Linked DNA regions of Columba livia: region 1 is linked to region 2. A link is a contact called in public Hi-C data. All regions are on one chromosome and are shown on one strand. Each heading gives the region's core, a stretch centred on a gene start, on an enhancer-like site or on the middle of the called end of the contact. The rest is flanking DNA. Distances are from core to core; before and after follow the strand shown. Region 1 overlaps BBX (BBX high mobility group box domain containing). Region 2 overlaps MYH15 (myosin heavy chain 15).

Evidence for each region. A called contact is a pair of places that touch in the nucleus more often than the background predicts.
Region 1: a contact with region 2 is called in a Hi-C map of crop, with 2.7 times the contacts expected there. The contact joins two enhancer-like sites. A contact is called at or near these places in 2 of 2 Hi-C or Micro-C datasets (crop and liver).

The regions. Positions count from the first base shown.
Region 1 is chr1:69,869,578-69,873,842 of bColLiv1.pat.W.v2, forward strand. It overlaps BBX (BBX high mobility group box domain containing), which reads right to left. Exons shown (of 15, transcript XM_065049873.1): 8 at 3,931-4,011; 9 at 976-1,894; 10 at 1-111. Among named protein-coding and RNA genes, the nearest start is that of CD47, 87 kb to the left of the region's middle. Within about 2 kb of position 1,259, at least 1 of the 3 cell types and tissues checked has an H3K27ac peak away from gene starts, as active enhancers do.
Region 2 is chr1:69,689,172-69,693,572 of bColLiv1.pat.W.v2, forward strand. MYH15 (myosin heavy chain 15) reads left to right here. Exons shown (of 43, transcript XM_013371209.3): 5 at 456-612; 6 at 2,043-2,070; 7 at 2,965-3,058. Among named protein-coding and RNA genes, the nearest start is that of MYH15, 8.5 kb to the left of the region's middle. Within about 2 kb of position 1,415, at least 1 of the 3 cell types and tissues checked has an H3K27ac peak away from gene starts, as active enhancers do.

The DNA.
Region 1 (4,265 bases), core at 9-2,508, 180 kb after region 2:
TCCTTTTCAGTTTTTTGTTCCCACTTGTCCCACTTTGGGAAAAAGCCCAGTTTTCTTCATTCCAGCATCCTTCATGATCTGAGGAGTTGCCTTTTCCTGAGCTTCTTTTTCCTGGGATGAAGGCAGAAAATTGTTTCTCATCGTTATAAAAATGTGCCAAAACAAACTGGGCTCAGAAGGAACTTGTGTGCTTATTCAGTAGTGCAACCTGTGATGCTTGACCTTCTTGAGGTCATTACAAAACCTTTTTTTATTTATTGTAACCTGGATAATGATGATATTGGCAAATACTTCCTCTCCCCCACCCCAGACTTCTTTCATACTATCTGTGAAATCAGGATCTTTCGAGGTATAAAGGAAGAGAAAGAGATTAGTAGATTTAAAGTAATAACTTCCCTAAATTACAAACTTCTTTTTCTTTTCTGCCTGATCTAATTACACGCATAAATCTACTAACTGGAAAAATACATTTCAAGACATGCCACAAAGCTTCCAGAAATGATATTTACCCTTCCACGAGGTAAAAGGTTCTTGCTCACCACCTACAGCAAACCTAACAGCCAAAGCAAAAGCACAACACATCTGCCTCTTGTAGGGACTGAGAACTATGCTCACAAACACAACAGTTGCTTATACAGAAACAAGCTAATTGTTCAGGGTAACACAAGTCCTGCATACATCTATCAGCAGGCTGACAAATTAACCAACAAAGCCTTTGGTCAAAAAGCTGAATCTCAGATCATGAGAGACAAAGAGGGAGAGGTTAAGAGTTTGTGAGGAACACAGATGGCAGGACTCCAAAAGATCTGCCCTGGACAAGAAGCCCATCCCTTCCACCCGGCCCCAGCATCTTGGGTCACCAGATACAGCTTTCCCATCACAAGCTCCTGCTTAAACACAGACTTCTGCTTTTCCTCCCACTCCAGGAAGACTTTTGTGGTTCATGCTGTAAATGAAACACTCAGAGCCACCCACCTCTGTCCACGTTAGCGCGCAGAGATGTGAGCATGCCCTCTGACACCAGAGTTTTATAAAGAGCACCTTTGCAAGATCTCTCCGATTTCCTGGAGCCACAGGTTTCTATCTTTTTAACACAGTCACTGTCCTCAGTTTTGACCTGTTCTGGTAAGCTTTGGGGTACCACCTCCTCTGTTGGGGTCAGTGGTTCCACTTTAATGTTATCAGAAGCCTCACACGGTACTTCCTTGCTGGCTGCAATACTAAGGAAATCGGGAGGCTTCGATTCTTTGGTGGTCTCTGCGGGTTTCTCCTTCGATGTTTTCTTCTCTTTCGATTTCACTTTTTTCTTTGGTGATTTTGTATCCAACACGCTTCCCTTCACATTTGAGACAGGGCGGGTTTTTTTGCGAGGAGTTTCCAAGAGTCTCTCGGCACCCCAGTCCCCTTTTGCAACAGCTTCAATTGTATACATTACGCTTTCAATGTCCGACTCAGAGGACTGCCTCTTTTTACAAGGTTTCTTGGGGGTGGATTTTTCATTTGTGTGCCGGTCCAACTTATTTTTTTTCTTTTTCTTCTTTATCTTTTCCGGCTTTAGCCCGAGGATATTCATGTCACCCATTGAAAGCTCTGGAGAACAGCACATGTGATCTTTTGTGCTATCATTTCTCTCAAAAGGACTGTTCCCCATTGCAAGACTAGTAAAATCTCTGCATTTTGTAGGTTCTGATTCCTCAGCTTTTGTCTCATCCCAGTTTTGCATTTTCTCTATCTCTGATTGTTCTACTTGTCCTTTACAGGAGTCTTTTATTATTGTTTTCTCCAGTTCTTCTACTTCCATTTCCTCTGCAGCTGCTTCTCCCACATCTTGTGGTGCTTCCACTTTTGTTTTCCCAGGTTCCTTCACTTTGACTCCTTCTGAAGCAAGGCACATCTAAAACAGGTTTAAAAATAGTCCCATGAAACAAACACCAACTGATAACATTACTTACCTATGTTAACAGGAGCATTACACAGGAAAACCCTCTAGCATCTTAGCTCAGGTAACCAAATTATGCTGAAGCCCTACCAAAACTGATGTGACATGACAATGGCTACATGCTAGAGGAAGGCTGGTGGGTTCTACTGCTCTTATAGAAAAAGGCTCCGAGTTATCTCAGTAGTGTTTCCATGATCCTTGAAGTGCCTTTTATATAACCTGGAAACCCACTGCTAGGTTGATTTTCAGAACACCCTAAATGCAATGGAGCAATACGGCGTCTCTATTGCCACACACAAGTTACTTAAAATCTCACATCTGCACCCTCTGTAACTCCCAATTGTCCCTACATACAATTATTTCCTTTGTCTTCCAAATGGCTCTGGATGAGAAGGGGGAAAAGATGTTAACTGAAATTCAGCAACTGAGATCTTCTTTTACCTGAATGTGCAAAATAATTTGGAAGGTAGTAAAAAAGCCTTCCAAATCTTTCTTCTCATGTCACAGACTTATTTTGCAAAGAACTGAAAAGCAGCAGTGGTTGCCATGGTTATCACCTCCTGGTGATAACATTAATGGAAACCAAACCCCTCACACTGTCTGAGGAACAGCAATATTCAAAAGAAGAGCTGTAAATGGTCCCTAAAATTGCCATGTTCCTGCAGCACTGACTTGGGAGATCCTCTTGGTTTTGGATCACCTGTAAGCTCCGCTGACACTGCTACAGAGGGCAGTCCTTCACAGCATCAAGCAGCTGCTATAGGGAAGACATGCTTGCTTTTTCTTACTCTCCCTCTCAAAGCCCCCAAGCTGAATTCCCAATGCTATTAATGCCTTTTTTTTTTTTTAGATTTCTCAAATCAACAAGGTAGTTTTTTCCTTGCAGACTAAAAATAACTCTTACACCAAAATATATATGAGCATAATACCAACAAAAAACCACTTTGCAGTAAGTTTCCAATATTCATGCTGCACGGGGTAGAACGAGCTCGGTTGAGCACTGGAAACATCGGAACTCTGGCAGCACAGTGTCTATTAGGAAGCAGCTTAAATTGTGCAGAGGAGAACCTCACACCTATGCTGAGGTAGATTCTCAGTACCAAGGTACTTCTGTGACTCTTTTTCCTGTACTGCAATGTAAACACAGCCTATGATTTTCAAAAGCTAAAGACCAGTTTTTAAAATGCAACTCATTGGACAGTAATATTTCCATCACTTCACACATACACACACTCCTTGCTAATGGATTTGTTCTTTATACTGTTGGTTCTTCTACAGTAGCCAACAGCACAGAGGGCTGTGGATACGGCTACAAAAAAAGTGACTTCTGTTTTGTGAGCTCTAAATAAACTTGAAATTCACAGTCTTTAAGATTGGAAAAGTGCCTTTTTTTAAGGAAAAAAAAAAAAAAAGCTTAGAAACAAACGAACCACAACATTTCAATAAGAGGCCATTCATTTTAACTGTTCCCAGAAGAAGGATCTACTGAGAGTATCATAGCAGAGTTTTTACAGAAGTTATTGACCTGTTTATTCCTCACTTCAAAAAACACTACAGATGAAAAGCAAAAATAAATGAAAGCAACTAATGACTTTAAAAAGAAATTTGTAATGGCAATGCCCTAACCTGAGTAACAGACTAATCCAGCCCTCTGTATCAACCCCTTGCATCTTCAGCCAAACCAGTCAAATCCCCAAATCCCAAAACAAGGAACTGAAACTATTTCAATGCTGACTGGAAAGTCCCTTTGCCATCATGGACTGGTACTTCTTCTCAGCTGCAGCACAGACTCTTAGAAACCTCCAAGCTGATGGCTAGTCTGGGTAAATCTTGATTTGTGGCACCCAAACCGTGATAATTCATGCTTCTATAAGCAACAGTGTAATTATAACTGTAGCACTGTTCTGCCTTCCAGACTTCAGCAATCAACATCATTAACTTCTCCGCCCCACTGCACCTGTGGTAATTAGTCACCAGTGTTTTAATATTACCTCTGCCAGCTGAAATAATGCTGATGTTCCACACTGTTTTGTTAAATCAGAAGAACCTGAATGTGATGTACTTGAAGAAATCTAAAGAAAAAACAGAGAAAAAAGAAAAACATTCTTTTATCAGCACAATTCTTTTATGTTTACCACACAACTTTTGAATAGATTGTTTCTTCCCTCTCCCAAAATTCATTCATAAGATCATATTTTAAAAAAGAAGTGCAGACCTGTGCATGCTGTTGTAAGTAACACCATGTTCCACGATTGCTCCAGTGGATAATACCACTGGACAATAAAAGATATTTATTTGCAGACTTGGGGATCTTCTTGTCAGGATT
Region 2 (4,401 bases), core at 165-2,664:
AAGGTGCTCACATCAAATAAATAATATGAGATTGTTTCTCCCAGGTTTCTCTTCTTAGTAATGGGGTTTGAACAAGCCAACCATAATTTTTCTTTCCTTCATAATGATTGTTTTCAAGAAGAAACAACTCTCACTGAGTAGCAAGGCAGATTGTATGCAGGTCTGTTGGCTGCTCCTTTGTTCTGCTGAAAGGCTTGTTTCTGTTTCTGGTTGTCACCTAGAAAATATATTTTCCCCTTTGGAAAACTGTTTAATATCTGTAGTTTTGATATCAGTTGCCAATAAGAAGTCACTTAGCAGACTAGTAGCTTTAGAAATTCAAATCAAAGGCTGAAATTCAGGAATTCAAACTCAAATCAGACACTGGCAACACCAGTTCCTGCTTGATTAACTTTTTTTTTTTTTTTTAATTCCTTGAGCTGTTTTTTTCACTCTTGTTTTGTGTTCTGCTCTAGACCTATTCAGGCTTATTCTGTGTGACTATAAATCCCTACAAGTGGTTGCCTGTCTACAAGTCGGAGGTGGTTGCTGCATACAAAGGCAAGAGGCGTTCGGAGGCTCCTCCCCACATCTTCTCCATTGCTGACAATGCGTACCACGACATGCTGCGGAGTAAGTGGCACTGTTTACTTTCAAATTTGGTTTTGCTTTATTTAGTCAACATGATTGGTACCCGGTGGAAGTTTGTGAGAGCTTTTGTAGTGTGCAATAAATGTGCAAACAATCTACAAGCAACAGGGCCTTGACAATCTGTGTCAATTTTAAAATATATTTTTAAAATATTTAACTTTTAAAAAATTCCCCTGACTGTCCCTGTGGTACTTCTGGCAAGAATAAGCTCTGTATATGGATTTTCTGTAAGGTGCACAAATTTAGCTGTCTGAACTGGGTGAATCCATCACTTTATAACAGAAATGAAGCAATGCCCCAAGGTCTGTAAACATTTTCCCAACCTCAGAAATAAACTTACTGTCAGTCTATGGTCGTTATTCTGACACTTACAAGATGTATACATTCAAAGGGTAGTGAAGGCCAGCTATCAAAGGTGCTGCATGCACATCACTCCCATGAACCTGCCGTGGGTCAGTGCTGCACTGATGGCCTTGGGTCTGGGCACCAGCCTTGCGGCAATGAACTCCAGTTATTCCTGTGAAATTTTCTCACCCTGATCCTTAAGTTACTGGAGAGAAGAAAAAGAGTTTATCAGCAGAGGGCAGCAGTGGTGTGCTCACACCGGGTCCTGATCCGTAAATCCCTAAGAGACACATACTGCTGTCACCTGGTTTTGATAAGATGGAAAATGCCACAGCTGCGAGGGGACAGAAAGCGCTGGGCAAAAGGGATGTGTGTATGGCTGCAAAGAAACGCTCTTTTATCAGATAACAGTGAAATCTGGCAAGGCTGCCTAACACGTAACCTGTTCACGATGACTGAAATTAAAAAAGAGGTACTTAGGCTCAATGGCTTAGGAAGCTGATACGATTTAGCAATTGCTTAATTTGGTTAATAATATATTAAGGTTGCAAAGTATTCTATTAAATGCTTATTTCTGGTCAGGCCATTAACAGCAGGGACACTATAAGACTTCATTCCAGCAGTATGGCCAACTGAAGAAGCATATGTACACATAACAAGGAACGGCTTGTGAACAAACAGCAAAATCACTTGGGTTGGTCTAGTATTGCAAGAGCAGAAAGGTCAAATGTGAGCAAAGATGTACTCAGGAGTAAGAAAAGAAGCATTCTGATGACAGGAAATTACTTTCCTTTTTATAGTTTCCCAGACACAGGGGGAACACACATGAATGGCAGATCTTTAATACCGACTTCAACAAAGCACAAGAGGAGGATTGAGGCCAGGGCTAGAAACGGCGTTGCTGGAGGTCACACTAGATGATACTAGTTTTTATCTTTCCATCTCTGCTTCATGTGATTATCTCCTGTCCTTGCAGGACTGATTCTGGAATAGTTGGTACTCATTTGCAATTTTAATAAGTGATTTGTATAGCTTACTAAGTTTATCTATTTTCTTTTCCTCCACAGATCGTGAGAATCAGTCTATGCTGATCACGTAAGTGCTTTTTTTTTTTTGACTGATATGAGACTTTGTTGCTGTGAAAAACTTAGAAGAAAAAAAATACTACTGAAATGCAAGTTGACCTTTGAAAGCTCTGCTAAATTGCCTGGAATGTGATTCAAACCAGCAATTTGGCCATCTGATGGTTGCCTTGAGCCCCATGAAAAAGGAGTAGCTAAGGGTTTGATGGAGGCTGGCCCATTTCTAATCTCCATCTGGTGTTCATTCCAAGTAGGCATGAAAACAACTCAGCAGGCAATTAAAGAAGCTTCCTCCAGGGTTAGCTTTGCTGTGGTTGCTCTCTTTGGACACAGAAGACTCCTTCTTTTCAATGTGATTGCTCTTGCTGCAAATCATATATAAGTGTGTTGTGTAGACACATCTAAAAGGAGAGAGATGACCCAGGCAGAAGAGGCACATCATTTACTGGCAAGCATGAAAGATGGAGAGCTGAATATCTCTCTGCACAGTTCTTGTGTGCTTCTGGATAATGCTGGTAAATTACTGCAGGTTTTCTGTATGTTTTCTAACTCCTTAGCTATGTATAGGTATACCTCAGATCCTCAGTCTGGATGTTTGTAATAAAAATTCATTCACTTAAAGGAAGCTCAGTGTAGCATGGGTTTGTACTGGATTTCTGAGCCCAGTCACAGAAAAAACTAGCTGCTGCTATTGTAGGCATTCACCTCTTTATTCAATCAATTTAATGTGATTTCCACTGGAACGGCCAAACAACGGGGTGCAGAAATCAGAGTCGGTGATTCTGCGAACAGCCTGTGTGCAGGGAGGAGCTGGCAGGGCAGGAAGGTGAAAGGATGAGTTACAGCCATTTGAGCAACACCCATTGTTATCTTCCTCCTTCCCATGTTATCTTCTTCCTTCCTTTAGCGGAGAATCCGGTGCTGGCAAGACTGTCAACACGAAACGTGTCATCCAGTACTTTGCCACGGTGGCAGCCCTGGGTGAACCTGGTAAAAAGAACGTAAGTCTGCTGGTGGCTGTTTCATTTCGCACTCCTGAGGCTTTTCTGTTGTGTACATCCAGCCTCACAGGCCTGCATCCTGAACGCAGAACCATGTGCTAGACCTCCACAGACAGGGTTAAGAAAATAAAATGTTGGGAAAAGATACTGATGCTTCTACACAGCCCTACTGAGAACATGCTGTTCTGATGGCAGAAAGGCAAAGCTCATCCGAACTTGCCATGCTTCAGACAGGGCAGCAAAACCACTCCTAGTTCTGAACAGATGCTTGGTGCTGCTGTTTTTTTCTAAGAGTTTTAGTTTTCCTATGTGTTAAATATATTTCTGATTGTGTTACAGCTGGTCAAAAGATGGGGAGACTGTGAAGATTAAGAAATTTGATTTTTTGTCACATGGAAAATAGTCTTAAAAAGGACTAGGATTCAATTTCTCGTGAAAATGTCCGTTTTGTTGAAAGATTTTTTTGGTCCATAAAAAAGGAATGTTTTGACAAAAGATTTTTTCAAACAGCTTTTCTGTATGTCTCTCTGGATAAGTGCTGTTCTGCTTATAAGTGCTCTCTAAGGCTATAGTTAATGCTATATTCACGCTGCTTTTTACGTTGTGTTGCTATGAGCTTGTTCACTATGAGCTTCATTGCACTTAAAGGCTCAACTCTCATTTGTGGTGATTTAACTAATTCCTATGAACTGTATTTACAAGCCCAAAATTTCAGCCAGGCTTGGATTCTGTACACATAACTCACCGCCAAAATCTAATATACATTCATCTCAGGCCTGCAAGACCCTCTTAATGAATGATTGACTGGTGCAGAGCCAGCTTGCTCTGTGCAGTGGGGCTGGTGCTCATAATGGTGTCTGAAACCTGGTGTGCTTGTGGAACAGTTGCACAAATAACAAATATTGCTGCTGGAAGATATTCTGTGTAATTTATCAGCCCAGGTGGCATTTTTATTTCACTATCATCACTGCTTTTTTTTTTTTCCAAATAATCCAAGAGTTCAAGGGCAGCTTGACTTAATCATCTAAAACTTGTCTGTTTGCTTTTACCTCCTTTTATTCCTACCACCAGTCTCTTTTCTCTGTCCAGTTAGTTAGCTTTTTGGTTCATTGCGGTACATCTCCAGAGCAAAACTGGGTAGATGTTTGGAGCAGGGGTTAAAGTAACAAGCTGGGCAGAAGCAGCAGTTGGCTATTTTGTGATGTATGGTGAATGCAAAGCAATAGTTGCACATGCTTTTTGAAGGACGGCTTCAAAAAGTCCTGCTGGTGCGTTGGTGCTCACTAGACATCTAACCTTGCTAATCTTTATGTTTTGTGATGTCCTTCATGTTAGTACTCACA